Linked DNA regions of Capra hircus: region 1 is linked to region 2. Evidence: chromatin contacts called from public Hi-C data. All regions are on one chromosome and are shown on one strand. The core of a region is the stretch at or near the end of the contact, and the rest is flanking DNA. Distances in the headings are between cores, read along the strand shown.

The links. A called contact is a pair of places that touch in the nucleus more often than the background predicts.
Region 1: a Hi-C map of blood shows a contact between it and region 2, with 2.3 times the contacts expected there. The contact joins two enhancer-like sites. A contact is called at or near these places in 2 of 5 Hi-C or Micro-C datasets (both in blood).

Annotation. Positions count from the first base shown.
Region 1 is chr23:31,214,540-31,219,734 of ARS1.2, reverse strand. No RefSeq gene overlaps it. Among named protein-coding and RNA genes, the nearest start is that of TMEM63B, 24 kb to the right of the region's middle. Within about 2 kb of position 3,259, at least 3 of the 5 cell types and tissues checked have an H3K27ac peak or open chromatin away from gene starts, as enhancers often do.
Region 2 is chr23:31,159,679-31,164,929 of ARS1.2, reverse strand. No RefSeq gene overlaps it. Among named protein-coding and RNA genes, the nearest start is that of CAPN11, 3.8 kb to the right of the region's middle. Within about 2 kb of position 3,654, at least 1 of the 5 cell types and tissues checked has an H3K27ac peak or open chromatin away from gene starts, as enhancers often do.

The DNA of each region.
Region 1 (5,195 bases), core at 2,010-4,509, 55 kb before region 2:
GCCAGGCTGGTCCATGACATGTCCCTGTCCCTGTCTTCAGGAGTCTCTCTGGTGCTAAGAGCCATTCTTTCCAGCTCCACCCTGCCACTGAACTACCCCAGTTTTCTGCATTTTCCCCAAGGTCTCTGCATCAGCCTGTCCCTCCCATGTGATCAGTTCTTTGCTATATGTCCATGGGCAACTTACTTAGATTCTCTGTATTCTCTTATGTAGATTCTCATGTTGTCTGTAATATGGAGATAGTAATATCACTACTCATATCATATCACATAGATATGATCCCTCCTGGCTGCTGCACTCAGCTCTCTCTGTGACTCACTGATGCCCTGCTTCTCGCACATTCAAGTAGCTATAACTCCTCCTCCTGCAGGAAGTCACCTCTGATTGAACCAGATATGCTCCTGAAGCCCTTAACCCAACTATCACCTAGTAAGCACTCAAATATTGGGGGAGCTAAAATTTAAAATAACGATAATGGCTGTGATTCATTGTGCACCTACTATGTGCTAAGAGTTATTTATCCTACTTCATCTTCACCAGAGCCCTGGAAGGCAGATTTTATCATCCACATTTCACAGAAGAAATTGGAGACTTAAAGTGACTTGCCCAAGGTCACAGGCAGGTAATTGTCAAGGTCAGGGCTGGAATACAGGATTGTCTGACACAAATGTTTTCCCCCTACCCTACCCCACCTCCTTCAGAATCCCTTCCCCCCATCATCCTTCCCCCATATACCCTGTGGGTGTGCTGCATTTGAAAACTAGTTTTCAGTATACACATAATTTAGGGATAGAGTCTCCTTATAAAAATGTTAAAGCAGTTCAGACAGAGCTGTGTCACCTGGAAGCAAGATCTTCCACTCTGCCCAAAGAATCCCACTACAAATAGCATCCTGTGTATCATTCAAGCCCATTTTCCATGCATTTTCGGGCATTCTTCTGCATGTGTAGGGCATAAATAATATGGCTGAGTGTTATTGTTTGATTTTCCATAAATGATGTGAGTGCACTGTGTCTCACTCTTCAACATGCTTTTCCCCACCCAGTGATATGTCTTGGGGAGCTGCGCCTGCTTAGAGCCTTGCCATCTTTCCTTGGAACTGCCATGTGCTATTCCAGAGCAAAGATAGACTTTGCTTCCAGAACTGCCCTCTACATGTTGTTAACAGTTCTCATGATTAAGTAGAAGACTGAGGGGCTTCCCTGGTGGTCCAGTGGCGAAGACTGCGAACTCCCAAGACAGGGGCGCGGATTCAATCTCTGGTCAGCGAACTAGATCTCACATGCCGCAGCCAAGAGTTCACCTGTCATTCAAGATTCCACATGCCGCAAGGAAGATCAAAGATGCTGCATGCCACAGCTAAGACCTGGGCAGCCAGGTAAAACGAAAATTAAAAAATTAAAGTGAGGCTGAAATGCCCACCGACATACAGCCGTCCCTGTGTGCTATGATGTGTCCTGTGAAGGGTGTGGACAGTCGCCGCTTCTAACAACACATGTCACAGTTCTCAACTGGGAGCCACTGAAGGCTTTGGGGAGCCTCAAATCCCTGAAATCTCACCTAGAGTTATCTATGTGTGTGAACTATTCTGGGGAGAGGGTCCCCAGAAAACCTCACCAGTTTTCACGTTTCCAAAGGGCCTTATAAAAGCTGAAATGCTGTCCCACACTACCTTCTGTGCCTTTGCATAATACCGCATGACGAGCTCACAAGGACAGGGCGGGCGGCATGAAGCATATTCCTTCCCAGAGGTTGTGCCAACAAGGATTCCATCTAGTGCTGAGATGACCTTTCAAGTCAGATCTAGGTCAAAAGTCTGGCTCCAACCCTCATTGTGGGCAACTAAGTAATATCTGAGCCTCAGTTTCCACTTTACAAAGTCAGATGACTAATACCTGCTTGGTGGGGTTGTTGTGAAGACAGAATAAAACCAGCTGTGCCAGGCATCCTGCCCCACCCTTCCTGCCTGCCCTGGGGCCTCGGCCATCCGTTCCCCCACCCTCCTTCTAGCAGCATCATGGAGACTGAACACCCCAGTTCCTGGCCCTGGCACCTTAGACAGGTACCAGTTACTCCTCCAATTTGAGCTTCAGTTCCTGCATCTGTAGCACAGGGTGAAACCCAGTAAGACTATTGGAGCCTGACTCCTAGGGTGCTGGGAAGTCAAGTTGTCAGTGCACGAACTGATTGGAAGTGGGCTGCTGGCCAGAGAGTGGTCCTCAAAGTGCTCACTGTCGCTCTGGCCCCTGGGCACACCCCCAACATCTGAAGGGCACGAAGGCACCACTGAACCATCACTGGGTGATCAGGGATGCAGAGACCAAGGGATGGCACCAAGTGATGGCTTGCTCTCCTCGAGGCATCTTTCAGTCTAAGTCAGATGAACCCCTAAATCCTTCCCTCCTAGGGTCTTCCCCCAGAGCCCTACCTTCCCCCCAGGCAGTTTTGTGCCGCTCTGCTATGAGGGGTGGGAGTCAACTTCCTGAAGCCTGGGCATCCCTGGAGGCCCACACACGTGAGTCTTCTCCTGCTGCTAAGGTGACCTCCTGGTACTCACCTTGCTAACATCTTCTTACCAAAGACCCGGCACAGCAAGGGGAGAACCCATATGTCTGTGAAGAGGTGCTCGGGTCTCTCCAACCTAAAGAACTCCTTGAGAAGCAGCCATGACACAGGGAACTCAGCTTAGTGCTCTCTGGTGACCTAGACAGGTAGGATGGGGGCAGGGGTGGGTGTGGGAGAGAGGGCATATAACATACTTAAGGCTGATTCATGTTGTTCAACAATATTGTCGAGCAATTATCCTCCAAATAAAAACAAATAAATAAACAAAAAGCTCCTTGGGGGCGCCCCCTAGCTATAGCCCGCCTCTCCTCTTGAAGAAGTTCCCTTGCCACGTTCCTCACCTCCCACCCCACTGGCTTTGCCTGGGTGTTCCAACTGGAGGGATGGGTTTGGAGAGGCAGAGACAGCCTTTCCTCGGGTGTAGGAGGGGGCTGGTGGGGGGTGGGGAAGGACCCACACTCTCTGTCTGGGAACCCATTCAGGACTGGGTGCCAAGGACTGCACCGTGAGACAGGGCACTGCCAAGGAGCCCGCAGGCAGCTGGGCAAATGCAATGAAAGGCAGAGACCCGTTTCCTCCTTTCCTTGGCCAGCGTAGCCCCCGGGGGCCACAGCGGACAGGAAACTGCAGATAGCTGGCCTCCAGCAGGAAGAGCTGCCCTTGGCAGGGTGGAGGGAGCTGGCCTAGGAGGTGACTGGAAGTGACTGCCAGTGTCCGCAGAGCTCATGCAGCTGGCGCTTCCGGAAGACAATTTTAATAGCTGAGTGAGGGCACGTAACCAAAAAATATTTCCACCAGAGTCAGTGCCGCAGAAAGAGCAGGAGCTATGAGGTCAGATGCATTGACTTCAAACCCTAGCCCACACCTGACCCCCTGTCCCCTGACCCTTCTCAGCTAGGCTTTCTCAGCCATATCTCAGGCACCTGTGACCGCAGTGTCACTGTGAGGACTGCTTGGGATAGAATCTGTCAAGTGCCTGGTACAACTGGCACCAAGTAAGCCCCTAATACATTGCTTTCTTAATACACTGGGGTCTCTGCTCCTGCTACCATGTGCTAGAGACCCCAGGCCTCTAGATGGGGTGATGGATGAAGAGATGGAGTGTGTACACCAAGAGCTGCCTCTGCAGGGGGAGTGGCTGGACATTGACAGTAATGGGGTAGCAGTGTGCCTAGCCTGGGTTGGGGAATTGGGATGGGGCCCTGGGATGGGACGGGGATGAAAGGTCACTGTACTATAAGAGAATAGGCAGCACTTTGTGAAAACTGTCAATAAAACTGGACAAGGAACAGCAAGACAAACCCCCAAGTGACCCCAAAGTTGTGAGTCTGTAAGGTAGGAAGGTTACTGCCAGAACAGTCACGGAGAATGAGCAGGGTTTCAAAGCTCTGGGAAAAGTGACTCACCAAGCTAACCCATGGAGAAGAAAATGGCAACCCACTCCATTATTCTTGCCTGGAGAATCCCATGGACAGAGGAGCCTGGCACAGCCTACATGTAGTCCATGGGGTCACAAAGAGTCAGACATGACTTGGTGACTAAACAAAAGTGACCCAACCTTCGGGCAACCCCGCAAGCAGCTGACCTTGACCCCCAGCCCAGAGTGTCTCGTGTGGACCGAGTCCCTCCATCTGCACTCTGTGAGCCAAAGGACCCAGTGCTCTGACGACCTCGACTTGCTGCTCTATCATCTCAACCGTTTAGCCAGCTGCAGCCTTCTAGATTCTCCATCACCTGCTCTACTGCTGGGGCTCAAGTCAGGGCAATGGGCCAATAAACAGAAATCAAGTGCAGAGACGCATGAGTTCTATGTGGGTTTCATTCCTACAAATCTACACTGCTATTTAGGAACCAATGTTTCACGATAATTCCCATTCACCTGCCTGAAGTGATGGCTGCCCTCTGAACCCTGTAGAAACCACAGCCTCATAAACTGCTTCGTAAATATCTTTACTGTTTTCTAAATGTTTGAAGATATTAAAAATATTTTTGTGTGTGATTGAAAGCAAATTTAGGAATATTCTATATTCGGAAAAGAAAGAAAACAAATTCCAGTTAAGGGTTCCTTGTTCATGCCTGGCTAATCCTGGTATAATACATCCAAGTTACGACCAAAAGTCACGTTTCATTATGGGTTTTCTCCAGAAAAGCACACATAAGATTCTTTGGACGCAAACATGAACTCCAGCTTAACAGGGTTATCAGTCCAGATTTGGCATGGGAAGATAGCCTATGAGCAGGAATCGCTGGGCATCCAGCCAGTGTGTGCGAAGTCCACTGGGGAAGGATCTCCATGCAGATATGTGAGGCTGTGGGCTTCCCAGGTGGCACTAGTAGTAAAGAACCTGTTTGATCCTTGGGTCAGGAAGAAACCCTGGAGGAGGGCATCGCAACCCACTCCAGTGTTCTTGCCTGGGAAATTCCACGGACAGAGGAGCCTGGTGGGCCACAGTCCACGGGGTCACAAACTGTCAGACACAACTGAAGCGACTTAGCATGCACGCACGCAACCCTGTCCAGCACCAGTCCCTGGAAATATATCATAAATGTCAATGTCTGCCAACTCCTATACTAGACACCTGTACTGACTCCTAAATTGAGAATCCAAATTTTAACCTTTGAGCTCTCAA
Region 2 (5,251 bases), core at 2,405-4,904:
GAGTCCCTTGGACTGCAAGGAGATCAGTCAATCCTAAAGGAAATAAGGCTTGAATATTTATTGGAAGGACTGATGCTGAAGCTGAAACTCCAATATTTTGGCCACCTGATGCGAAGAACTGACTCATTGGAAAAGACCCTGATGCTGGGAAAGATTGAAGGTAGGAGGAGAAGGGGAGGACAGAGGATGAGATGGTTGGATGGCATCACCGACTCAGTGGACATGAGTTTGAGTAAGCTACGGGAGTTGATGTTGGACAGGGAAGCCTGGCGTGCTGCAGTCCATGGGGTCTGTGTTGCAGTCCATGGGGTCGCAAAGAGTCAGCCATGACTGAGCGACTGAACTGAGTGCACAGAAAACTTACGTTTACACTGTAGTTTATTGAGTGTGCAATAGCACTATTTCTAAAAAAATAAAAATAAATCTACATACCTTAATTTTAAAATACTTTTTTGCTGAAAAATGTTAGGCATCATGTGAGCCTTCAACAAGTCGTAATGTTTTTGCTAGTGGAAAGTTTGAAATACCAAAATATGACAGAGTCACAAAAGGAGTAAATGCTGTTGGAAGAATGGCCCCAGTAGACTTGCTTGACCAGAGCAAGGTTGCCACAAACCTTCAATTTGTAAAAAACGCAGTATCTTCAAAGTTCAGTGAAATGAGATGGACCTGTCATGGAGTCCTCAGAGGAGCCCTATTCCAATTGATAGATGAGAAGTGTGAGGCCCACGGCCAGGATGTCCCTTGCCCCAGCTAACACAACCTGGACACAGTGGAGCTAAGGCAGGATGAAAAAAACCTTAGGATGCTATGGGAGCTTAAAGACAGGATATCTTGCCTCATTCAAACTTTTTACAGTTCAGCTGAGAAAACTGACATGGAAAGGAGAGTAATTAGTCAAGGACCCCAAAATAAACCAAAATGACTGGTGTGGTACCAGACCCTTTCCCCAGGGGTCATGGAATTAAGCCAGAAACACCCCCTCGCCTGCTCTGAGGCATGCCAGTGGCCTAACCATGCCAAGAAGAATGGTATGGATTGAATGTCATCCCCCAAAAAGATATATTGAAGTCCTAATCCCCAGTACCTCAGTCTGTGGCTTTATGTGGAAATAGGGTCATTGCAGAAACAATTAGATAAGATGGGGTTGTGCTGGAAAAGGATGGGTCCCTAATTCAGTACAACTGGTATCTTTATAAGAACAAGAGAGAGGCAGAGTGAAGACCATGTGAAGTCAGAGATGCACAGGGTGAGTGCCACATCAGTGGCTTCAGGAATCAAGGAGGCTTTCAAGATAAAAGAGATCCCGTTGGGGTGTCAGGGACAGCCCCTACCTGTCAGTCTTGGACGGAAAAAGAGGGAGGGACTCAGACTTATCCTGAGATGATGGCATGAGGATAGCCAGCCTGGTGGTGGCCCCCAGGGTGGGAGTCCTGGGTCTCCTGTCCCCACAGGGAGATGGCCCTTGGACTGGTGGGTGGGGACCAGGCAGATAGAAAGGGGCCATTTGTACCAGCACCAGCCTGTGGGGGACAAGCGGGAAGGAGGCAGCTGTTAAAAACGTGCCACTGACTTAGGAATCCCAGGGGATTCTGGGAGAGTTCTGGGGGGGGGAGGGGTCCTCTGCAAACCCCCCATCCCCAGAACCTTCAACTGTCAAGCACCATGCAAGCTACCAGTATGCTGTACTCTCCAGGTAGGCACTGATGGGGTTTGTCCCACTCATGTACCTGGCAGACGAGGACCTCCCCCACCCCAGGAAGGGGCTGTGTGTCCTTGGGGGTGACTACTCCGTCAGACTGGATGCTCCCGAGGCTCAGGAGTTGGGCCTCTTCCTCAGCCAGTCTGGGAAAGAACAGGCCATGGATGGTCAGACCCTCAGGAGACCAACTTCCTTGTCTCCGCTGAGTTGGGGAAAGGAGAGGGACCAGCCACTCTGCTGTCACAGCCTCCTGGGGAACGGTCTCCAGGCTTCTTGGGAAGTGTAGGCCAAGGGGAGACCCAAGCCCAGTCTAGACAACATCTTCATTTACTTAATTTACTCTCTGCTCTGAGAATTAAGGTGGTGTCCCTCAATCTTCAGTCTTTGCCAGCATCAGGGTCCCTTCCCGAAATTGAAGGCAAAGGGAGAGGGGGCGGCAAAGGATAAGATGGTTAGGCAGCATCGCTGACTCAATGGACATGAGTCTGAGCAAACTTGGGGAGACAGTGGAGGTCAGAGGAGCCTGGACATGACCTAGCCCCTAAATCTACAGGTCCCCGGTCTGACGGGAGAGACAAGACGTGCACCCGGGACAAAAATCATCCTATCTATTCACTCCTTGCTTTCACATATTGCTCTGGCCATCTGCCTCGCCTTCCCCCAGCCAGCCCTGCCTGTCTGTCTGTCTATCTGAGCTTGCCCATGCCTGGGCCTGAGACATTTGGGGGATAACTGTGGTGGAGTGTGCGTGTGCGTGTGTGTGTGTGTGAGGCCTCCCTGCAAGCCCAGCTGCTGCGTCAGGAGCGCAGACCAGGACAGTGAGCGATGACCTCTCAGCTGGGTGATGAGCTTGAGGGAAGGCTCCAGGGAGATTAAGGAGACTTATCACCTTGGTTTGTTCTCTGATGTTCTCCAGTTTTCTGGGACACCAGCACCTTCTGTGGTCCTCCCAGACCCCCTCCTCCATCCCAAGAGCTCAGCACAGCCACTCTTGGGGGCAGACACACACATACACACATGTACTCCACAGATACGCACATACTCCACATACACAGACACGCTACACAGACACACCACGTAAACACAAACACACATTCTCCACACATACACACAATACTCCACAGATGTGCGCGCGCGCACACACACACACCCCTTTCTTCGCTTTCCCCTAGCCTGAGGGAGGGAGAGGGAGCTTCCCGATCATTCCTAAGAGAAGCCCAGAGGGCTTAGGTTGGAAGAGAAAGGGCTGGAGGGAAAAGGGGTGAAGGGAATAAGTCCCAGATTCCCACCCACCTACTCTCTCCCCTGCCCCCAACTCTGGTCTTCCACAACCGGAAACCCCCCAACCTTGGTGTCGGAAACCCCCCAACCTTGGTGTCGGACACCAGGGCAGTCCCAACTTGGCACAGGCCTGTCTGGGGGCGGCCTCACCGAGCGGGTAGCATTGAGCCAGAACTCTTCCCAGTGGACAGATGTGAGCATGGGGTCAGGAATGATTCCAAGCAGAGGCACAGAGGCAGCCTGTGCTCCGAGGTGCTGGGCTGGTCAGGGGCAGCCTGGGTGGGTTTGTCAGGCTAATAAGTCGAGAGAACAGGGGTCATTCCTGGACCCGGGGAAGTCCCAGGAGACACTGATGAGGGACTGAAGAATGGGTTTGCTTGCTTGGGGTGGTGGGAAGAGTAAGGGGGCATCAGGTAAGTTCAGCCACAAATGGCCTGTGGCCTCCCTAGTTGACGAGCAAGGGGAGGTGGTGCTGGGTCCCCTGACCTCCCTCCAGGGCAGTGTGGCGAGAAGGTCACGAGCCTAGCCTGGGCTCTGCGGTCAGACTGAATCCACCTCAACCCTGACTCTGTGACCTTGGGCCAACCCCTGACCTTGGCGCTGCGGCTTCCTGTTCTGGTAGCTGTGGGTAAAGCACAGCCCTCTCTTGGGCCTGGTGTGCCCGGCAGAGCAGGCGCTCAGGCCTGTCAGCTCAGCTGCTCTAATTCTTCCTGACCAGTTCGAGGGAGGAAGCACAGCTGAGCCCCCAGCTCCTGCCTCTGAGGAGCGCAGTGCCCCTTCGGGGGCCCAATCTGGTCTCCCCTCTAGACAGCCCAGGACCCCTGCCCCTCTCTGCAGCTGCCCTCTTCTTTTCCTCACTCTGGGTTCCTCCCTCACCCCGGGCCCCACTGGGCTCTGTTTAACTTAGACCACATCCTTCCAGCCTTCCCGCTAAGTGCTTCCTTATTTCAGAAACAGCTGAGAATATGGGGAGATGGGAGGACCGTCCCTGGGCGCCCGGGGGGTGGGACTGGAGATTCAGAGTGGGTCTTGCACTGTGGTCTCAGCTCCTCTTGCCCCTCCTCCGTGCTCTGCCCTGGGGTTCACTGATGATGGCAGAGGGCAATCAGTCCACGGTTAGGAAAGCCTCAGGAAGCGGGTAAGAGCCTGCAGTCCCTGTGCAGGAGGATGGATCCTGGGTCCCCCACTGCTGCTGACCCAGGGTCTGTCAGCCGGCCTGACTTTTCCTCTCAGAGACTCAGCTGTGGGGCCATTCCCTAACTGGCTCTCGCCCCTGAGACACTCCTTTCCTTCTGCCCTCCTGCCCTCAACTCTCCGTTATTTCCCCTCTCCCCAAAAGGCAGTGTCTGTTTGCACAGTCTGGAGATCATTAAAAAAAAAAAAAAAAAAAAAAAAGCAGCTCTATTGAACTGTGATTCACACACACACCGTATAATTCACCCATTTAAAGTGTAGGAGTCAATGGCTTTCAGTACACTCACAGAGTTGTGCAACCATTGCCACAATCAATTTTAGAACCTTTTCATTCTCCCCCCCAAAGAAATCCCATACCCTGTAGCCATCAGTTTCCAACCCTGCAACCCCCTAAGCCCTAGGCAACCATGATTATACTTCCTGTCTCTATATGAATTGGCCCATTTGGAGCACTTTGCATAATTGGAATCATATCATATGTAGTCCTTTGTGACCGCTGTCTTCACTTAGCCAAGTGTTTTCAAGGTTCATCTCAGTGCTTCATTTCTTTTCATCATCTATGTATTCCTCATTTTGCTTGTCCATTCATCAGCTGATGAACATTTGGGTTTTTCCCCCCACGTTTTGACTATTGTGACTAATTCTGCTGCTATAAACATTTGTGCACAGGTTTTTGTATGGACAGATTTTTTTAAATTTTATTTACATATTTATTTTTGGCTGCGCTGAGTCTTTGTTGCTGCACGCAGGCTTTCCCTGGTTTTGATGAGTGGGGCACGTCTCTAGTTTCAGTACACAGGCTTCTCACCGCAGTGGATTCTCTTGTTGCGGAGCGCGGGCTCGCTAGTTGCGCCACACAGTCTTAGTTGCTCCGACTCACGTGGAGTCTTCCAGAACCAAGGACTGAACTCATGTCCTCTGCGTTGGCAGGTGATTCATAACCTCTGGACCACCAGGGAAGTCCTGGATGTATTAACATACTTTCATCTCTCTTGGGTATATATACCTAGAGGTGAAATTTCTGGATCATGTGGTAATTCTGTGTTTAACTGAGGAGCTGCCAGACTATTTTCT